Regions from separate parts of the Mus musculus genome. Here region 1 is linked to region 2. Evidence: chromatin contacts called from public Micro-C data. All regions are on one chromosome and are shown on one strand. Each heading gives the region's core, a stretch centred on a gene start, on an enhancer-like site or on the middle of the called end of the contact. The rest is flanking DNA. Distances are from core to core; before and after follow the strand shown.

The links. Hi-C and Micro-C count contacts between places; a contact is called where the count stands out from the background.
Region 1: a Micro-C map of embryonic stem cells shows a contact between it and region 2, with 2.1 times the contacts expected there. The contact joins the promoter of Atp11a here to the promoter of Sox1 in region 2. A contact is called at or near these places in 1 of 39 promoter capture datasets (embryonic stem cells), 3 of 484 Hi-C or Micro-C datasets (all in embryonic stem cells), 2 of 115 datasets of contacts at active chromatin or transcription factors (both in embryonic stem cells) and 1 of 9 other capture datasets (adipose tissue).

Annotation. Positions count from the first base shown.
Region 1 is chr8:12,755,677-12,759,950 of GRCm38.p6, reverse strand. It overlaps Atp11a (ATPase, class VI, type 11A), which reads right to left and starts at 2,935. Exons shown (of 30, transcript NM_001293667.1): 1 at 2,599-2,935. The coding sequence starts at 2,637. Gm33587 (a long non-coding RNA gene) reads left to right here and starts at 3,055. Exons shown (of 3, transcript XR_378725.3): 1 at 3,055-3,264.
Region 2 is chr8:12,393,841-12,398,010 of GRCm38.p6, reverse strand. Sox1 (SRY (sex determining region Y)-box 1) reads right to left here and starts at 2,492. Exons shown (of 1, transcript NM_009233.3): 1 at 1-2,492. The coding sequence starts at 1,650. The coding sequence ends at 475. All of the region lies in intron 1 of Sox1ot (Sox1 overlapping transcript), which reads right to left.

The DNA.
Region 1 (4,274 bases), core at 1,686-4,185, 360 kb before region 2:
CGAAGTCCTAGGTTCAATCGCAAGTTGTCACCAAGAAAGAAAGAAGGTAAAGTGGGGGAAGCCTCAGGCTTAGACAATGTGTGCTGCCTGCAAAGCAAATTTTAGAAGGCAGAGGCTCTGACAAGCCATAAAACCTAATAAATGAAATCCAGGCCCCATCACAGAAACACGTCACTCAGACATGACAAAACGAAGCTCTTGACCTACAGGGACTTGAGGGGAAATCAAATCCCTTCAGCATGAGCCAGGAGGCAAAAGGGAAAGGGCCTCCCTCCATGAGGAGCCTGGCCTGGGAAGCTGCCTCTAAGAAAGCTCTGCAACTGCTCCTGCTTGGCTGGCAGCAGTGCCCCGTGCCTCGCTTTCCGCTATTTTATCTTTCCCAAGTATACAAACCATACCCACCACCAATTCATTCCCCTACTCTCCCAGGAAAGCCCTGTGGGGAACCAACTAACTTCCACCCCTTTTTAACAGGGCTTTGGGTCAGGTAGCCAATGCATTTAATCCCAGCACTGGGAAGTCAGAGGCACACAGATCTCTGTGAGATCAGGACTAGCCTAGACTACATAGTGAGATCCAGACCAACCAATCACACTTAGGGAGATTCTCTCAAAAAAGTAAAAGTTTTGAAGGGTTCCAGAACTCCACCCCTACCCCCTAGGGAACCTTGGCATTAGGTGCTGGTAAACTTGTTGAGCCTCTCCGGGGAACCAGGCCCCATCCTTACCCCTTTTCTAGACTAAGACACTCAATCTTCACAAGAACTGCAAGGCACAGTGACAAGGACACTGCAGCAGGACAACCCTAGGAGCCAGGCCCACCAGGTCCACGGCTGCAAAGGCCTCCTCTAGCCTCTGCCGGGAGGCTCCGCAGCTGGTCCTCCGAGAGGGTCGGGTCGCTGACTTGAGCCACACTCCTCACTTTACATATCTAAGAGGAAGTGTCACTGGCTCTATATGTGCTCCTTAAAATGCCTAAGATGCATGATATGACTTAGACTATATCTGGAACATCGGCTACTACAAGAGCGCATGAGCTGTTCACACAGCTATGTGACCAACGTGTAGCATGGGGCGGACTGGCCTCAAAGACAGAGTTCTCTCTTTCATTTACCTGCCTGTATTCGCTGCCGAGAACTGACCCAGGACAAAATACCTATGACAGTGTTCTTGTCCAAGGGCTGATGACTCCTTCTTTAGCAACCTATGGCCTTAGAGGGAGCTGTGGTGCTTTTATTGCTCTCAGGAATTCTGACTGTGTGAAAGGCAGCAGGCTACAGAGGAGAGGCTCATTTCTGTAGAATGAGTCGAATAAACCAGGAGATAAGAATATCCAATCTCTTTTTCTCTTCTTATAAAAGAAAATATAATTTAACCTCACATCTTGGAAGATAAATACATAATAAGAAAACAAGCCATAACTGTTTCGGGGAAAAGTCAAATTAATTTCATGGCTTAGACTCGAGTTTAAGGCCTGTGGCAGAGCAGTCAAAAATGAGATGAGCAGAAGGAATAACATTCCATAACTTACATTCCAGATGCATTATCAAATAATTAAGAGTGGCAAAGTTCGTTAAGGAATATCTGCAGCCTAGATTTGAGAGAAAATACCACTTCGAAAGTAGAATAGCACAGCAAAAAGAAACTAACTTGAAATTTTACCTAGATAAGGAAATATAAAATAGCTGAAGGCTTGCCTAAGGGCACTGTGGAAGTAAAAGACAGCACCAGGGACGGAAAATTCGTCCTGTGGCCCTGGGAAGCTGGCAGGTGACTGTCTACAGGGACCAAGAAGACCACCCCTCCTCCTTTCGCTTCCCACGGGGGTGGGGTGGGGTGGGGTGGGGTGGGGAGGGCTGCAGTTTCCTAGTCTCATTCTTTGCTTACTGGAAGGCCAAAATTGGATGGAAATTAACCAGAAAAGCAAGAAGAAAAACCCGGGTAAATTCCCCTTCAGAAAAACCCACATCCAAGGACAAGTGTCACTCAGAGAAGCTAGAGAGAGCCGGCTCTGGTCCCCTCCGTACCCAGCCCGCACTGGGCAAGGCACGCGCTCCTCAAACCTGTGACCACCCCGCGCCAGCTGCCGTACAATAGGTCCTTGTGTCCAGCTTAGGGAAGACAAGCTGTCCCGGGGCAGATTCTCTCTTTTCTGTACACACACCCACTTTGCTCCATCCCGGCTGATGGATGCCACCTACCTCCCTGGTCTCCCCTGGTGAGGCACTCCGTCACTAACCGCGCAGCAGCATCCAAGGGAGCCGGGAACTACGCACTCGGACCTGGCTGACTACTTTCAGAGATGGCAAACTTCACTTCTGACTCCCCTGTGGAGGCTCCCCGCTTCCCCGCAGCCCCGTACATATGTCCCAGCCGGTCCCGGTCCCCGCGTCGGCCCGCCCCGCTGGGGCTGAGCGCAACCCCCATAAGGATGGATGTCCCTCGACCCCGGGATCGACCCGGCTGCAACTGCCTTCCGGGTGGGCCTGGCCGAGCGCAGGTGGAGCGCGGCGGGGACCCGACGGCGGGACGTTCCGGGCCTGAACCCTGACCCAGACCCGGACCCCGGACCCCGGACCCATCACAGAGAGCCACTCACGTATCTGCGCACGAGCGTCCTCAATAGACTGCAGTCCATGGTTATCGCTCCCGGCTCCGCGAGCCCCTGGGCTGCGGGCGCTAGCGCAGCCGCCCCCCGCCCGGTCACGGCCTGGGCGGCGCGGGGGGCGGCCGCGGCCCCTCCGCGCTCATGCCCCGCCGGCGGCGGCCAAGGGTCTCGGCCCGCGCGCAGGCGGCTCGGAGGAGGCGGCCTGCGCCCGGCGCTACTCCCGTCGGGCCGACGCGGCCTGCGCTCGATGCTCCGCGCCTGCTCCTCCCGCGGCCGCCGCGCCTCTGGAGCCGGCTCTGCCCCGCTGCGCCCCGCGCGTCACGGGCGCGTGTGAGCATGCGCGCGCCGCAGCCCCCGCCCCGGCCCCGCGCGCGCCGCGACTCCCTAGCGCGTCGCCGCCGCCCTGTTGCTTCCGCCTCCCTGCGGGACTGGGGGAGGGGGGGCGGGGGGGGCTGTCATCGCCCCCGCGTGGCTCGTCGGGTGCTGATCCACCCCTTCTCCACCCCCGCCCCGTTCACTCCTCTTCTAAAACGGAAGCCTGGCTGTGAGCCCAGGACTCCATGGCGAGTGCCATGGGCCTGGGTCCCTAGGCCTGCGGGGGGGGGGGGGGGGTCACACCTCCTGCCGTGGCGTGGACAGAAGACACAGGATCCTCAGGTGGCTACAGGGAGCGAACATTACCACCCCTTTTGGGACTGACTCCCTTGGAGACCAAACCAAACACGTCCTGATCCAGCTCTCATGACTCACTACTCTCTACCTCTACCTACTCCTGGGGCCCAGTCTCTGTCCTGCCTTCCAGAAACCAGGCCTCAGGGAAGACCCTCCACAGTCCTGGGTTTTACCTTGTGGTCCAGCCCCCTGTCAAATGCTTCCTGCTTCTACCTTACAACTGTATCACCATGGCTAGCACCCAGGGAAGGTGGTTCTTTGCTGCCTAGGTGTGAAGTGGCACATGGCTGAACAACCTTCCTTACCTCCAGCCCAGCCGTAATCTAGCTAATGTTTACTGGTTCCACATCCCTTGCTTTTGCTTCTGATAACGGTAGAACCAGAGACGAGGGATCTGCAGTGGCCGATCAGGAGCACCAGACCTGAGGATTAGGAATGTATTTGAGAGCGTTCTGACAGGGTGTGGAGGAGATCTGACTTTGCTATGGTTTGGATTAGACACTGGTGGCAATGGTGCCAGTGACTAAACTGATCTCCTGAGCCACCACCGCCTTCTACCCTGTTTTCTACCTAAGTTCTACACCAGTGCTCACCACGGAGCACCAGCTACAGACACCCAGCCAGCCTCAGGGCAAAGGGTTTTCTCTCCGGGCTTCCTGGACTTGCTGTGAGCCTGGTGGAGTTGGCAGTCAGCGCTCATTGGTACTCCTAGCTGTGGTGTGGACTCTTGAGGACAGCAGGCCTCTATGTCTAGGGACTAGCTGCTGGCCTCAGTGGGCCTGACTGGGCTGTTCATGTGTCTCTGATGCTCTATCTCTTTCCTACCATGACTGCTGGGCCAAATTGTAGGCTATTGGCCAATTACAATTGCAGTGGGTATTCCTGGCACAGATGTGCCTCAGGATAAAGCCTTCCTATCTATCCTTAGAGAATGTTCTACTTGGAGGAATGTTTCATTTCCTTCCTTCCTTTCTTTTTTCTTGTTTGGATTTTTG
Region 2 (4,170 bases), core at 1,243-3,742:
AAAAAACTTGTAAATGTTTGGATCTGCCTTACTTAGATTTATAACAAGTGAGAAGGGCTCGAGGTCCGTCACTCGGCCTCAGGCAGAAGAGCTGGCGGGAAGTAAACCCCGGAAAAAGTTACAGAGCCGGCAGTCATACAAAAGTTGGCATCGCCTCGCTGGGTTTTTGTCTTTTGTCCTCCGAAGCCGAGAAAACGCTGTGTGCCTCCTCTGCGGACGATAAATACTGTACAAAAGGTCTCATGAAAACACCAAAGTTCAGTCTAAGAGGCCAGTCTGGTGTCAGCGCCTCGGAGTCCTGGGGAAGGTGATGGGGGCAGATGTCACCTGGCGCTCGGCTCTCCAGAGCGGCCTTTTATCGAGAGCGCGGGGACCTCGGTACAAAGTCGGGCTCTGGAGGCTGGGGCGCAGGCCTCGCTCTTCGTCGCCGGGGCGCCGGCCTTAAGCCGCAGTGTCCCCGGCGTCCCCGCGGCGCTAGATGTGCGTCAGGGGCACCGTGCCGTTGACGCCCGCGCCCGCGCCCTGGTAGTGCTGTGGCAGCGAGTGCAGCCGGCTTTGGGCCGCCGCAGCCGCTGCCGCCGCCGGGTCGCCACCCTCGCCGGCGGGCAGGTACATGCTGATCATCTCGCGCAGGTCCCCGGGACACGGTGCCCGTGAGTGAGCCGGGGCCGGCGGACTGCCGCTCGGCTCCGACTTGACCAGAGATCCGAGGGCGCCCAGGGCCCCCGACGACGCGGCTGCCGCGGCTGCCGCTGCCGCCACCGCCGAGTTCTGGTGCGCGCCGCCCGCAGCGGCGGCGGCGGCGGCCGCGGCGCCGTAAGGGATGCCGCCGTAGCCCGAAGGCGACGCGCTCATGTAGCCCTGAGAGTTGGAGATGGGGCTGTACTGCAGCGCGCCCATGTCGTAGCGGTGCATGGGCTGCGGGTTGTGAGGATGCGCGTGCGGATGGTGCGGGTGCGGGTGCGCCGGGTGTGCGTGCGGGTGCGCGCCGCCCGCGCCTGGGTGCTGCCCGTAGGCCAGCTGTGCCTCCTGCATCATGGCCGCGGCCGCAGCCGCCGCGGCCACCGAGCCGGGGTAGGCGCCGTTAGCCCAGCCGTTGACATGCGCGTAGCCTCCTCCCGCCGCGCCGCCTGGGCTCTCCAAGCGCTGGCCCACCGCCGCCGCCCCGACGCCCACGCCCACACCCATGGCCACGGCCGCGCCGCCGCCACCCGCGCCGGCCGCTAGCAGCCCGCCGGCCAGCGAGTACTTGTCCTTCTTGAGCAGCGTCTTGGTCTTGCGGCGCGGCCGGTACTTGTAATCCGGGTGTTCCTTCATGTGCAGCGCGCGCAGTCTCTTGGCCTCGTCGATGAACGGCCGCTTCTCGGCCTCGGACATGACCTTCCACTCGGCCCCGAGGCGCTTGCTGATCTCCGAGTTGTGCATCTTGGGGTTTTCCTGGGCCATCTTGCGCCGCTGTCCGCGGGACCACACCATGAAGGCGTTCATGGGCCGCTTGACCCGATCCTGGTTGGCCTTGGTGCCCCCGCCGCCGCCGCCGCCCCCGCCCCCACCGCCGCCCCCGCCCGCCCCGGCCGGGCCCGAGAGGTTCGTGGGCGCCTGGGCGCCGCCGGGCGAGTGCAGGTCGGTCTCCATCATCATGCTGTACATCTGGGCGGCTAGCGGGTTCACCGGTACCGCAAAGAGAGGGCCTGGAGCATAGACGGCCGGGTGGGGGTGGGTGGGTGGAGAGAGGATCAGCCCAGAGAGACTGGGGGGGGGGGTGTGTGTGCGGTGGGTGCCTAGCGGAGAGAAGGGGGTTGGGTGGAGGCCACAACAACAACAACAACAAAAAAGAGGCAAAAGCACACGCACTTAGCGCGGGTCCAGCTCGCAGGTGGAAAGTTTCTCCCGGTGCACAAACCACTTGCCAAAGAGGCCGATGGCCAGGTTGATTGCTGCCGTCCGGTCACTCAGGGCTGAACTGTGCAAACAGGTGCAGTCGTGGCCAAGTTGAGGCTCCACTTTCTGGGTCTGAAGCGGTGCCCCTGGGCCCGACGCAGGGTTCGCTGCCTCCTCTTGTCGGCTCGAAGTCTCCGTTCCTGTGCTGGCTTCCTTGGCGGCTTCCAACTCTGGGACCGCAACTTCTAGCAAGGCGGTGCGCCGCGTGCGCTGGGCATGTGCTGGTCCCAGGTGCCTGGGGGGAGCCAGGCGCTGAGGGGGACTCGGAGGGGGGTTCGGAGGGGGCGATCGCGGTGCAGCCAGGGAGGGGGTTAGGGACAGCAGTGGGAGTGCCAACGCGAGCAGAGAGCCAGAGAGCTGTGCCGCTGTGCCCAGGACAAGCTGTCCGCTGCCTGCCCGAGGCCGTGCGCTCGGAGCGGAGGCGCACGCGGGGCCGGTGGCGCGGGGGGCCCAGCAGCCATACGCCGGGCCCGGGCTGCCATTAAATGAGCGCGCCGCGGCCAATGGGAACCGGCGGCGGCGGTGATTTGCATGGCGCGCTGGCGAGTGACGTGGGGAGGGAGTAGATACACTGGGCGCGGGCGGCGGAGCAAGGAGGTGGAGGAGGAGAGAGGGGGGGAACAAGGGCAGGAAGGAGGGGGAAAAGGGGGCGCGGGGGGGCGGGGTCACAGCCACACTGCTTCCTGAGCGCGCGCGCGCGGCGGCGACGGCGGCGGCGGCGGCGGCGAACCCAGAGCTCGCCCCCTTTGCCTCTCCCCGCCCGCGCGCTCCGAATGATTAACGATTGGGTTGAAAACCCAGAGGAAGAAAGAATCGCTGTCGGGGGAGGCGGGGGGAATACAGCCCTGGGTCGTGTTTAAATGCGCTCATTGGAGACCCAGCTCCTCCCCTGTCCCCAGCCAGCCAACTCTGTGCCCGCTGGGAAGGGGAAAGTTGGAGATAGAGGCCTCACTTTGCACTCAGCTCAGCCGGGAGTGCAGAATAACAGCGGTGCGGGGGAGATCCTCCCGGGGGGGGGGGGCTTAGGCCCAAAGTACCTCTGCTGGGTTTCAGGCCAAGCGGGGCGGCTCAGTCTCTCCCACCCCTGGCGCTCGGTGCATTCTCAGAGCCTGCAAAGGCCTTTACAGATTCGGGATCTATAATTCGGGTCTCCGTGGCAAGAGGTGCAGCGGTTTTTGTGTGGTGCTACGCTCCTAGCTCCCTAATCTACCCCGAACTTTCTTGGGGGAGGGGGTGTCTTTTAATGGAGCGGAGTGTTATAGTCAGGTGCCAATTTACTCTATATCCTCTTGAATTTCTGCGAAGGTCAAAACCAAGATCTAGCTGGAATCTTGTTACTCCGACAGTAAAAAGAAGTTTGTGGAAACAGCAAAAGAATACCTACCTAGCCTATGCTTTTCTGAAGCGATTCTCCCAGAAGCTGTTTGCCAAAGGATTTTGAAAATCGTGTGAACTCGGGTTTGCGAGGGTGGGGGTGGGGTGCGGGCGCTGAAACGGAATTGGAAGGTCCAGTGACAGGGCCGCCTTTTTGTATGTTGTTGTTTTTGTTTCTTCGTATGTTGTGAAAAAGAAAGGGCAGTTCTGGGGATGATCAAGACATACACAAATGGCCGTAATCCATGAATCTCAGAACAAATATGATTCCGGGATGTATAAGAGATTTCCAACCCCACCCCAGGCTACTTGGGATCAGACCATCATGTCCAAAAAAAAAAAGGGGGGGGGAGTTATTGTAAAGGCTTCTTCCAGAAAGACCTTTAGAGTCTACAAGTTCTTCAGATATCCTGGGGCGGGGTACAGAGGGGAGAGGATAGAGTTTCTACTTCTAAGATCTAGGTGCTTCGGGAGGTTGCTGGTGGGTAAAGCAAGCCTGGTCAGATGCCTGCAGACCGCCTCGCGTGTAATCCAGAGGCTCTTCTGATGACAGATAACCCGGATAATAGCAAGAATACAGGTGTTCCAATATGTTGGACGGTGAACATATGACAGCCCCCCCCCCCACTAACAAAAACATCTGAGGCTGTGAATTTCCTGACGCCGTTGCTCCCTTGCTATGATTATTACAGTGGTTTATTTTATTTTATTATTATTTTTTTTTATCTCAGGTTGTTACAGCACAGTACAGCCCTCAGCCCGATTGAGCTTTCATTTCAGGCCATTCAGCACTTACTAGAAAACTCATCAAATAATATAGAATTGTGCTAGAAGGGAAACATCGTTTCATATTTT